Linked DNA regions of Arachis hypogaea: region 1 is linked to region 2. The links are chromatin contacts, called in public Hi-C maps. All regions are on one chromosome and are shown on one strand. The core of a region is the stretch at or near the end of the contact, and the rest is flanking DNA. Distances in the headings are between cores, read along the strand shown. Region 1 holds the start of LOC112783880 (nuclear transcription factor Y subunit A-10). Region 2 has its middle 4.8 kb from the start of LOC112786497.

What was found. Hi-C and Micro-C count contacts between places; a contact is called where the count stands out from the background.
Region 1: a contact with region 2 is called in a Hi-C map of an unstated tissue, with 4 times the contacts expected there. The contact joins the promoter of LOC112783880 here to the enhancer-like site in region 2. A contact is called at or near these places in 4 of 8 Hi-C or Micro-C datasets (leaf and an unstated tissue).

The regions. Positions count from the first base shown.
Region 1 is chr20:137,964,644-137,971,160 of arahy.Tifrunner.gnm2.J5K5, forward strand. LOC112783880 (nuclear transcription factor Y subunit A-10) reads left to right here and starts at 4,261. Exons shown (of 6, transcript XM_025826958.3): 1 at 4,261-4,437; 2 at 5,078-5,345; 3 at 6,370-6,479. The coding sequence starts at 5,111.
Region 2 is chr20:137,896,701-137,902,749 of arahy.Tifrunner.gnm2.J5K5, forward strand. No RefSeq gene overlaps it. Among protein-coding and RNA genes, the nearest start is that of LOC112786497, 4.8 kb to the left of the region's middle. Within about 2 kb of position 2,346, at least 2 of the 3 cell types and tissues checked have open chromatin away from gene starts, as enhancers often do.

The DNA of each region.
Region 1 (6,517 bases), core at 3,011-5,510, 70 kb after region 2:
ATTACAATGCATTTAAAACTAATTAAGGATCGATAAATAGAGATGAGGACCACAATATGAAGCCTAATAAATATCTAAAATTTATTAATTACCAGCCACTTGTACGTACTCATTATTATAAATTAATTAAGTGATGAGAATAATATAAAATAAGACATAAACAGTTGAGAATATTTCCACAAATAGATGAGTGGCCGTTAAAATATTGGCACAGTCTGGCCACCATACCCAACATCAACTCTTCCACCACTCCTATTTTTGGTTTGAGAAAACTAAAAGAAATTGAGCAAAACGAGAAAGTACAGCCAAAAAGGTAGTGATGGAAATATTAGAAAATAAAATGAGTGTCAGTCTTTTGGATTACTGAATCCATACAAATGTATTAGGTCTTGTTTCTTCGATAAGTGTCTTTTATATTTATGTGAAGTGTAAATCCAATATCAACAAATGTTAATCCTCTTTGCAATTCAATGAAGAAATAATGCATGGGTTTGGTTTAAAGTTTAAACAATATATATAATTATTTATTTTTAAATGCTTTTTAATTTAAAATATTCGATCTAGACTTTAAAATTTAAATTTTAAGATTAAAAATTTAAGATTTAGTTAAGATATTTTATTTTTTATTTTTTATTTTTTATCTTTAATAACAAGTTAATTTTTAAAAAATATTATTATTTTATTTTTTTAAAGGTGGATACTACAATGAAGATTTTATAACTGTCTTCATGAAAATATTTCTTTTTGATCATTGGATGATAGATTGTATAATTAGATTTTGATATTTATAAAAATGTTGTCTTTGTTTAAAATGTGACTATATAAATAAATCACACTTTTAAACAAAATATTTTTATAAAAATATGTTTTTGTCATCTTCATTTAAATAGTTGCTTTTTTTAAATACATTAGCATTTCCCTTAATACATAATCAATAATTTTTGTTTTAAATTTACGCGCGCCTCTTCTTCATCCATGTTGTTGCAGCATCTTCTTCTTCTTCTCCCATGTTGTTGTTGCTTCCTCTTTTTTTCTTTCTCCTTTATCCTCGTCTTTCTCTTTTGTTATCATCATTACCTCTTCCTCCTCCTCCTTTTTTATTTAAATTTCTTCTTCTCCTTTCCTTTCCTCCTCTTTCTTTTCTATCGTCATCATCATCGTCATTATCATGCATCATCGTTATCATTATTGTTATTATCATCATCGTCGCCTTCTTCTTCTCCTCTTTTTCCTCGTCTTTCTCTTTTATTATTGTCGTCACTACCACCACACCACCACCACCACCTCCATCTCCTCCTCCTCTTCCTCTTCATCTTCTTTATTTTCTCATTTCAATTTCTTTGATTTCTTCCTTCTTTTTTCTCCTCCTCCTCCTTCTCCTCCTCTACCATCATCATCATTATTATCATCATCGTCGTCTTCTTCTTATATGTATAACAGTTCAAATTCAAAATGCACCAAAATTCCTTAATGATGGCGACACACAAAAAAACTCAGTTCAAAACAAGTTCAGACCAAAAGTGCACTTTATTGAAATTTAGAATGCACCAAAATTAAATTCAAAATGCACCGAAATTAATTAATGATGACGATACATGAACAAACTCGGTTCAAAACAAGTACAGACCAAATGCACCTTATTTAAATCTAAAATGTACCAAAATTACTTAATGATAACGACATATAAACAAACTCAATTCAAAACAAGCACACACAAAAAATGCGTCTTATTTAAATCCATAATGCACCAAAATTTACTTAATGATAACTTAAAATTCCTCCTCCTCCTTCTTTATTATCATCGTCATCTTCTTCTTCTTTTCTGATTCATCTTTTCTTTCTTATTTTACCTTCTCATGATTCTTCTTATTTTACTCTCTTAACAAGAATAAAAACAAAACAAAAATCAAACAAAGAAGAAGCAGAAACACATAATGCTGCAAAAATTACTAGGAAGATGATGAACCTACATTCATTCAACTAAATAAGATTGCAATATATACATTACAAAAATGTTCATTCAAGTCTAATATGAGAAGCAATGCTCTTAAAAGAAGAAATAAAAGCAACAGAAAAAAAGAAAGAAAGAAAGAAGAAAAAATGCAACATTAAAGAATGTGTTTTTGTGCTTTTGTAGTAAAATTTTGTTGTAAAAACTTAGAAATTTATGTGTTATTGTTAAGAAATTTTGGTATTATTTGTTCTGATAAATTCTGCATAATTTAAAACTCTTTCTCTTTTTTTTTTCTTCATTTTCTATTATTTCTTCTTCTTTTTCATCTTTTTCTTCTTCATCTTCTTTTTATTTCATTTTTTCATAATTCTTTTTATTTCACTCTTTTAAGAGGAAAAACAAAAAAAAAAGAAAAAAAATCAATGCTGCAAAATTACTAGAAAGAAAAGGGAAAAAAAAAACGTAGTAACAATGGTAGCAATAAAAGAACGACGAGAAGAAAACACACAAAGAAAAAGGAGGAATGTGTGAAGAAGAAGAAGGAAGACTGCGAAAAAAAGAAAGAACGCGAAGAAGAAGAACGATATAAACGTTCACATTTACCTTAATAAATGAGGAATTAGAACATATATTCACGTTTTCATTAAAGAAACGGATTTTATTGGATTTAGACTAATTTAATTAAATTTGATTGTCAAAAAAACTTAAAATGTATGACAAAAACTATTTTAGGATTGAGTTTTGTGGATATAAATGATTTTATTAAAAAGATAGTCACAATCGTAATAATGTAGATATTCCTAATTAATTTGAATAGATCACCTCTTATAGATGATGGTACATATGCTTGTTTTTTTTTTTTTTTTTTAAAAAAAGGTAGTTAATACTTAATAGTCGAATGACTTAATTTATTATTAATTAAGCCAACTTGCATCCTTTCTTAATTAATTTATTTATAGTACAAAAGAAATACACTTATGTTACTAACTAATTCAGGATTATAATATTTTTGTTTCTATTCTATGGATACCCCTATCCTACTGTCCCGAGCTTTTATACAGACAAATAATAAAACAAATTTCTATCTTAAAATTTACTATCTTGTATGTATCTTTTTATAAATTCATGCATGGTAAAGACATGCATATGGATGATGGATCAGCGCAAGATTTTTGTTTGTTAATAGATAGAACCGTTACCCAGTCAGCAAGTGGAGAAAGAGAGACGTGGTAAATGATGGTACACAATGGAATTATATCATAATATAATTTTTAAAAAAATATAATAAATAAAGAAATATTAAACAATATAGAATAAAAATTTTATACTCTATATGTTATAATATAAAATTTTACAGAAAAAAAAAAAAGAAGAAAAAGAGGGTAAGAAAGTAAAAAAAAAAAAAATGGAAGCAGAAATATTAAAATAAAAAATATTATATATACATAAAAATTAATTATCAAATTAATTATTATATTTAAGTTATTTTTAATATTTTTTTTATTTCAACATATATTTTATATAAAAAATTAATTTGGTAACTATTTTTTAATATATATTTAACATAATTAAAAAAATATTCAAAATAAAGAAATTTATAAAGTAATAAATAGAAGATTAATTTTTATTGATATAATTTTATATTTAATTATTTTTATGTGAAATTAATAATTAAAAATTATTAAATAATAATTTAATCAAATATATAAAATTATCTAATAATTTTTAAGTATCAAATCAATAAAAAAAATAATTGTGTATATCAAACTCTACCATTTTCATATTTATTATGTTTGAGTTCTACAACCTTAATTTAAGATAATTAAACTCTCATTTTAACATACTTTTTAATTTTAGATTTTAAATTGAATATATATAGATTAAGATCTTTTAAATAAAAAGTTGATCAATTGAGAAATTAATTACTCTTAAATTAAAATAATAAGACACATATTTCATAAAAATTACAAAATTAATAATAATTAATATTTTATTTTATGATAAAGTATTAAATTGGTCTTCTACGTTTGAGCGTAATTCTATTTTGGTCCTTAAGATTTAAAGTGTCCTATTTGACCTCACAGTAAGACTATATTGAAATTAAATAAAATTTTTTTAGATTTAAATAGGACAATTTAACATTAAACACTAAAATAGAATTACGTAGACCAAATTAATATTTTATCCTTTATTTTATTATTTTATCAACTTTTTTTACTCTCTCTCTCTCTCTCTCTATATATATATATATATATATATATATATATATATATATATATATATATATATATTTAAAAAAGAAAAGTGGAGGGGTCCAGGCAATGGTATTGGATGTTGGAGTGTATTTCCATTATCACTTGTACGCTTTTCTGTGCGAGCGTGTGCAGTGTTTCTCTCTTGCTTCTTATTCTTCCGGCATGTTTATGCTTCCAATCTAATGGGCTTTCTTCTTACTCTCCGTTAGATTTCTATTCCACATCTATGTACCTCTCTCTAACCTTTCTCTTCTTCTTCTTCTTAGTCTGAACTGTTTACTGTCTTTGACTCTTTTCTACTCAAATCTATTCTACTTTACCTTTTTGAGTTCCTTTTTATGCTGCTGCTGCTACTGGGTTCTATATATGCATCATGCATGGTTTCTGCATCTGGGTATTGTGTTTGTATTTGTATTTGTGTTCCGTATGTATATATAGTCCACTCTATATGCTTTTTCTGTTGTCTCCTCACTTGTTTGTTTCTTTCTTTGATTGTAACTCTCTTCTCTCCTCTTGTTTTGTCATCTTCTACTTATTTTCACTCTTTTGTCACCTTTCAAGCATTCAAATCTTCTGCTTTTACTGTTTCTGTATTATTATTATTATTATTATTAGACTGATTAGTTATGGATATTGAAATTCTGGTTTTGATGTGAAGAATATTCTGTTTCCTTCAAACCCTCTTTTGTGATTGTATATGCTCAGGAGTAAGACTAGATAAACACGATAGAAAACTAGAATATGCTTTTAATGCAGTTTATCTATCCCCTTTTGTCTTTTTTTATTTTGGGGGAAAATTGTTATTTCAAAACTTTATGTTGGTTTGTTGTTTCTGATCCTGAGATTCTTATTGTTTGTGTGATCCTAGAAATCATCTTTTGGATCGATTCGAACGGTGTATATGGCGAAGCAAAGTGTTTATCCTAATAAGGAACATGAAGGGATTGTACACAATTCTTCAGGGCCCTGGTGGAGTCTCTTTGGATCTCAATATGGGGAATCTTGTGGCCAAATGAAACCCTTTTCACTGGAGATTCCCAACTATGTTGATCAAATTGCCACCGGCAAGCAATCGGTGAGAGGAGCTGAAAACATATCTGGGAAAGGACATACAACTCAGTTTACCATCTTTCCAGGTATTTCAATTGTGTTCTAAACCAAACTGTGAATAGTTAATTGATAAATGAATATATAAAGCTATGGATAGTTTGGGAAACCAAAGACAAATTAGAGAATATTCTTTTCTATTAAGCCGCGGATGGTTAGAAAGTACTTTGGAGTGCATCTTTTCTAAGGTGACATGGTTAGATAGCTCTGATATGAGGACCTTTTTTTGTTGTTAAGTTAAATTATTTGTTAAGGCATTAGTGAAGCTTCTTGTTATGAATGGCGGGTCACAATTAATGCAAGGAAATGGATTTTTCATTTGAAATCTGAAGACTTTAAGATAGCCTTTCAAGAGGGTTTACTGATATCAAGGTGAAATCGTGTTCTGCTTAGTGACTTGTATTTAAACTGGAGAAAAATTCATTACCTCAAAAGGGATGGTAATCTCTTGAAAAATCTAGTTTGCCCTCATTGCAATATCTTGCCAGGTGGAACGAAAAGGTGTCGTGTACAGATTGGCTGAGCTTTTAAGTGAAATGGCAATGTATCTCTACTAGTTAAAGATGGATCCAGAACATACTAACAAAATTCATAATCTAAGGATATGTTTGGTTAGCGGATAAAAAATAGGTAGAATTTTCCTAGATGAGTTTGATTTGTAAAATTACACATGGAGCTCATCCATGAAAAATTTCACCTCATTTTTACCCTCTAACCGAACATACCTTAGAATAGAGACTTCATCAGTTGGACATATTCTCCAAGAGGCTTTCATTTACATAGTGGCAGAAACAGAGAGAGGATGAAGTTGAACTAGTGAGTAATCATGGACGAAACACTAAAAACTTTTCTCTATAATGATTTCCATAAAGTATGAAGCTGAAATGATCTTCCAGAGTTGAGTAATTGGTTTCTTTATATAATCAGACAAAATCTGATACTCTTTTTCTTTTCTCCCCATTTTGGTGTTTTGAAGCAACAATTTTTTTTGTTCACTTTAGAAAAGAGACTTCAACTTTCATGTGTATAACCATCCAAATGTTTCTTTTTCAGATGATTGTAAAATGCCATGTGGTGCACAAAAGCCTCAAGCAGCCCTATCTCTGCAGTCACCACTTGCTGATACCAACACTAGATTCGAGCTAGGATTCAACCAGCCAATGGTAATAGTTCTCACAAAAACAACCACTTTTATTTATTT
Region 2 (6,049 bases), core at 1,096-3,595:
CAACCATTAATAATTATGTTAATTTAGTACTATTCTTAACAAAAAAAGAAAGAAAAAATTTCAGAAGGATTAAATATTCATTTTAAAATTTTGGTCTCTATAAAATTGTATTTTGGGTTTAGATCTAGTAAAATTTAGGAAAAATTCTACTCCTTTCTCTTGAGAGATGTTAAATACTTAAATAACACTCTCATCTTCTCTATTTATAAACCCGTCTCTTATAACTTTTAAAAAATTTCTTCTTTAATCCATTTTAAATTTTTTGTGTTAACTAACATTAATTTTATTCATTTTTTAAGAAAAAATAAATTATTTTTTACAAAAATATCTTTTAATAAAAATTTAATTTTTTGTGAATAAATTTTATTTACCAAAATATCTTTTAATAAATTATTTTTCTATTAATTAAATTATATTTTTACCAAAATATTCTTTTAAAATTTTTTAATGATTAAATTATTTTTTCTAAAATACCCTTCAATAATGATTAAATTGTGATTTTATCAAATTTTTCGTTGAATTAATTATTAAATTGTAATTTTATCAAAGTTTTTGTTAAAATTAAATAATTAATTTTTTCTAAGATCTTTTAAAAAATTATTGAAAGATATCTTAGAAAAAAAATAATTTAATCATTAAAAAATTTTTTAAAAAATATTTTGGTAAAAATATAATTTAATCAATAAAAAAATAATTTATTAAAAGATATTTTAATAAATAAAATTTAATAAAAAAATAAAATTTTTATTAAAGAGTATTTTTATAAAAAATAATTTACTTTTTCTAAAAATGGATAAAATTAACGTTACTTAACAAAAAAGTTAAAATAGATTAAAAAGGGAGTTTTTTAAAAGCTATAAAAGATGAGAATGTATATTTTACAAATAAACTAGTGTATCTTTTCGTACCCTATACAGGATAATACATAAAATTATATAAAAAAATTTATTAAAAAATTAAATAAAAAATATAATCCTTATGGGATCGACCTCACTCGCGTGAGTTTTACTACTTGATGCGACCCGATATACTTGCCGGTGAGTTTGTGCGAAAATTCAATTTTCCCTCATCAATTCATCAAGCTGTTTTGAACTGGATGCATAGGGAAGCCAGCGTACATTTTGTTAAAGATAATTGTGCGTTGATTTTAATATGCTTGCATCCTATTCTTTTCGAGCGGTTGTCTGACCATCTTATTGATCATCCGCCATTATCAAAGATTGAGCTCCAGGTCCCCGGCAATGACGGCAATGTTTCGAGAGTTACCTGAAACTGGGTTGCTTTTGGGCCTGAACATGAGGTGCAGACTCCTTTTGAGGTAGCGTCCGACTTAGGTGCCGCCATCTGAGCTCCTCTTGAGGAGGTGGGGGATGGTACTTGCAAGGAACCCCGATATTTAAGTTAGCAAGGATTTTAGGCAACTTTTTAGTAAATTGGGTTCTGAATATACTTGAAAGTGTCAATGTATTTATAGTAGAATAAATAACTACCTTTTAGAGTAGTTCAATCTTTAGTGGTGTATAACCGTTCCGTTTTATCTAGGGGTTGTTAAGACCTCTCTTCTAGATTAATAGGAGATATCTTAGGAGTTGGTTGAGATTCATCTTATTTGAATAAGTCGGGCCAAATTGGCGCCACGTGGGCCGACCTTATGAGGTTGGATAGGTTCTAGAGTGTGATAAAGACTCTTATTCTATAAACTGAGCTTTAACCTTTTTGGACCTGATTAAATTGTGGGTCAAGATATAAACAATAACGATACAATATTTTTTTTATGTAAAAGCCATTATTTTAAAAGCAATTAATCCAAAGAAACACTTAACGAGACTAAGAAAGATATAATTTGAACTTTACTTGCTCGGTCCATTCTATCTATCTATATATTAATCATAATGGTCTATACTTTAAATTTCTTAATAATAAATGAAAATTTATTTATAAATAAAATTGACTTAGATTTTCTAAAAGATTGACATTAGGAAAATTATTTTTTTTGTCCATGGTATTTTCTAGTTCAACAGACTAAGAATTAATTCGTCACGGATTTGAGCTTTATTTAAAGGTCTGTCGTTGGCCAATGAATTGCTGCATGCACGAAATGAGATTTGAACTCCCAATACTTATTTAAACGGACAAGTGAGCTCGACCAACCAAATTGGTTAAGAAAACTATTTTATACTAAGGTGAGTAACTGAGTACCATATTGAATGAATTTAACAAATTGTGAATGTCATCAGTAGTCTTTTTTGTATTGAAAGAGTATATTTTGGTTGAGATTTGGGCTTGGCAAACGCCCAACCCACAAACACAACAAACAGGCATATATTTATAGCCCATCATACTCATTGAAAGTTCATTTATGAAGTAACAAATTCCTTAATCTCTTTCGACCAAAACAAAAATTGTTACGGGCCTAAGGCCCGTATGTAAACCAAAATATAGAAAAACAAAAACTCGTTACAATTATGGATTTTGAGCTGATATAGCTTTCCTACCTCGCTTCTACAAATGTCTGATTATTGGCTACCTATTATACAACTAAATCCACTAATATAGTATTATGTGTAGTGCCTAACCCACAAATCACAAATTAATATTAATTGTTGTAAAATAAATATAAAATAAAAAAATATAAGTAGAAGATTCTAGTATTACAATTACTATCTCAATATAATAAAGATGATTAATATATTTACTAATATTATATGTAAAGAGTGAGAGAAAAGAGTATTCAAAAATACTTGTAAAATAAAGAGAGAGAGAGAATTGTATTAGTAATATAAAAAAGAGAGAAGATTTTTTATTGCTTCTGTGTGTAATAGTCCCTCTTGCTTCTCTATTTATAGGCGAAGGAAGATTTACATTTTCAAATTTCTTTAATGCATTCATCCTTGAGAGCATGAGCCACCCATAATAAATGGCATCCACATACTCATTCTTATCACAACACTCCCCTTAGATGCCCATTTAGGATTATGCCTCGTTAAAACCTTACTAAAAAAAACCTAATGGGAAAAAAATTTTAGTGAAGGAAAAAGAGTACAAAATCCTTTGTAATGGGACTACCTCGTTAAAAACCTTGTCAAGAAAAACCCAATGGAAAAAAAACCTGACTAAGGAAAAAAGAGTACAGTCTCCCCCTCTTGTCGACATCATTTAACATCTCGAAATCGATATATCTCAATATGATGTACCAATTTTTCAAATGAAGATTTTGGAAGTGACTTTGTAAATAAATCTGCTAGATTATCACTTGAACGGATCTTTGATGTATCCACCTTTAAGTTGAGCAATGCATGCTTGATTATCTTCAAACAAGACAGTTGGAGCTATCTTCTGATTAATCAGTCCACATGATGACAGAATATATTTGATCAAACTCCTGAGCCAAAAATACTCCCGACTTGCTTCATGAATTGCTAGTATTTCGGCATGATTAGAGGATGTTGCTGTTACAGCAATCGTCTGTTTCATGGACCTCCATGATATAGCTGTTCCACCATATGTAAACAGGTATCCTGTTTGAGATCTCTCTTTATATGGATCAGACAAGTACCCAGCATCTGCATAGCCAACTAGTTGAGACTTAGATCCATAGGGATAGAACAGTCCCATATCAACCGTTCCATAAAAATATCGAAAGATTTATTTGATTCCACTCCAATGTCTTTTGGTTGGAGAGGAACTATATCTTGCTAGTAAATTCACAGCAAATGATATATCGGGTCTTGTATTATTAGCAAGATATATTAGCACTCCAATGGCACTAAGATATGGTACTTCAAGACCAAGAATATCTTCATTTTCTTCTTTAGGACAGAACTGATCCTTTTGCACATCCAAAGATCTTACGATCATTGGGGTACTCAAGGGATGTGACTTATCCATATAAAATCTTTTCAAGATCTTCTTTGTGTATGTTGTTTGATGAATAAAGATCTCATTTTTTATATGCTCGATCTGCAGGCCGAGACAAAATTTAGTCCTTCTAAGATCTTTCATCTCAAACTCTTCTTTTAGAGTTTTTATAATTGTTGGAATCTCTTCAGGAGTTTTAAATCATCAATGTACACAGCAACTATAATGAATCTAGATGCAGATTTCTTTATGAAAACACATGGACATATATCATCATTCTTATATCCATTTTTGGCCAGATACTCAGTAAGACGATTATACCACATTCGTCCAGATTACTTCAGACCATATAAAGATCTTCGCAATTTAACTGAGTATAATCCATGTGAATATTTATTGGATGGTTTAGATATCTTTAGTCCTTGAGGGACTTTCATATAGATATCCCGATCTAATGAGCCGTATAAGTAGACTGTTATCACATCCATTAAATGCATATGCAGTTTATGATATGCAGATAAACTGACCAAATAACGCAATGTTATCGCATCCACTACAGGAGAATACGTTTCTTCATAATCTATACCGGGCTTTTGTGAAAAATCTTGTGCCACAAGTCGGGCTTTGTAGCGCACAACTCCATTTTTTTCATTTCGTTTTCTCACAAATACCTATCGGTATCCAACAGGTTTTACATCTTCTGGTGTATGGACTATAGGTCCAAAGACATCACGTTTTGCAAGTGAGTCTAACTCAGCCTTGATGGCTTCTTTCCATTTTGGCCAATCATTTTTTTGTCGTCATTCTTCGACTGATCTTGGCTCAAGATCCTTACTTTCATGCATGATATTCAATGCCACATTATATGCAAAGATTTCATTGACAATTGTCTTATTTCGGTCCCATTTCTCTCCTGTAAAGACATAATTTATCGAGATCTCGTCATTTTCACAATTTTCAGGTACCTGAACGTCTTCTGGCGTTAAAACTATATCAGAATTTTGAACAACTGCAGGTGTCTTTACTATGTCTTTTTCAACAGGAATAGTATTTACCTCTTTTATTTTTCGAGGATTTTTGTCTTTGGAATCGACAGACCTGCCATGCTTCTGGCGTGTATTTGCTTCGGTGGCAATTTGTCCAACTGGAACATCAATTCAAATTGGGACATTTTTCGCTGGTATATAAGATTTGGTTATCCTCTTTGTATCAGAAAATATATCAGGCAATTCATTTGCTATTCTTTGCAAATGTATAATCTTTTGAACTTCTAGTTCACATTGCCCTGATCGAGGATCTAAATGTATCAAGGATGATGGATTCTAATTAAGTTCCTTTTCAGGAAGCTTATTCTTTCCCCCTAATGTTAGAAATTTTGATTCATCAAAATAATAATCCGCATACCGGGCTTTAAATACATCTCCAGTTTGTATCTCAAGATACCTCACTATAGAGGGAGAATCATATCCAACATATATTCCTAATTTTCTTTGGGGTCCCATTTTGGTAGGAGAAGGTGGTGCAATAGGAACATATTTCGCACACCCGAATATTCTTAAATGGGAAACATTTGGCTGCTGGCCAAAAGCTAATTGCATAGGAAAGAACTGATGGTAATTCATTGGCCTCAAACAAATAAGTGCTGCGACATGTAAAATAGCATGCCCCAAACCGAGGTTGGGAGATTTGTTTTCATAAGTAAAGGTCTAGCAATTAATTGGAGGCGTTTAATAAGTGATTCTGCTAACCCATTTTGTGTGTGAACATAAGCTACTAGATGTTCGACACTTATTCCATTAGCCATACAATAAGCATCAAAATCTTGGGAAGTAAATTCACCAACATTATCAAGACGAATTGCTTTGATTGAATTTTCTGGAAATTGTGCTTTTAATCGAATAATTTGAGCCAGTAATCTCGCAAACGCCAGGTTGCGAGAAGATAATAAGCACACATGTGACCATCTCGAATATGCGTCTATTAGGACCATAAAATATCTAAAAGATCCACATGGTGGATGAATAGGTCCACATATATTGCCTTGAATCCTTTTTAGGAATTCAGGGGACTCAAATCCAATCTTTACTGGTGATGGCCTTAAAATTAACTTCCCTTGAGAACATGTAGCACAACAAAATTCACTAGATTTAAGAATTTTCTGATTCTTTAGTGAATGTCCATGGGAGTTTTC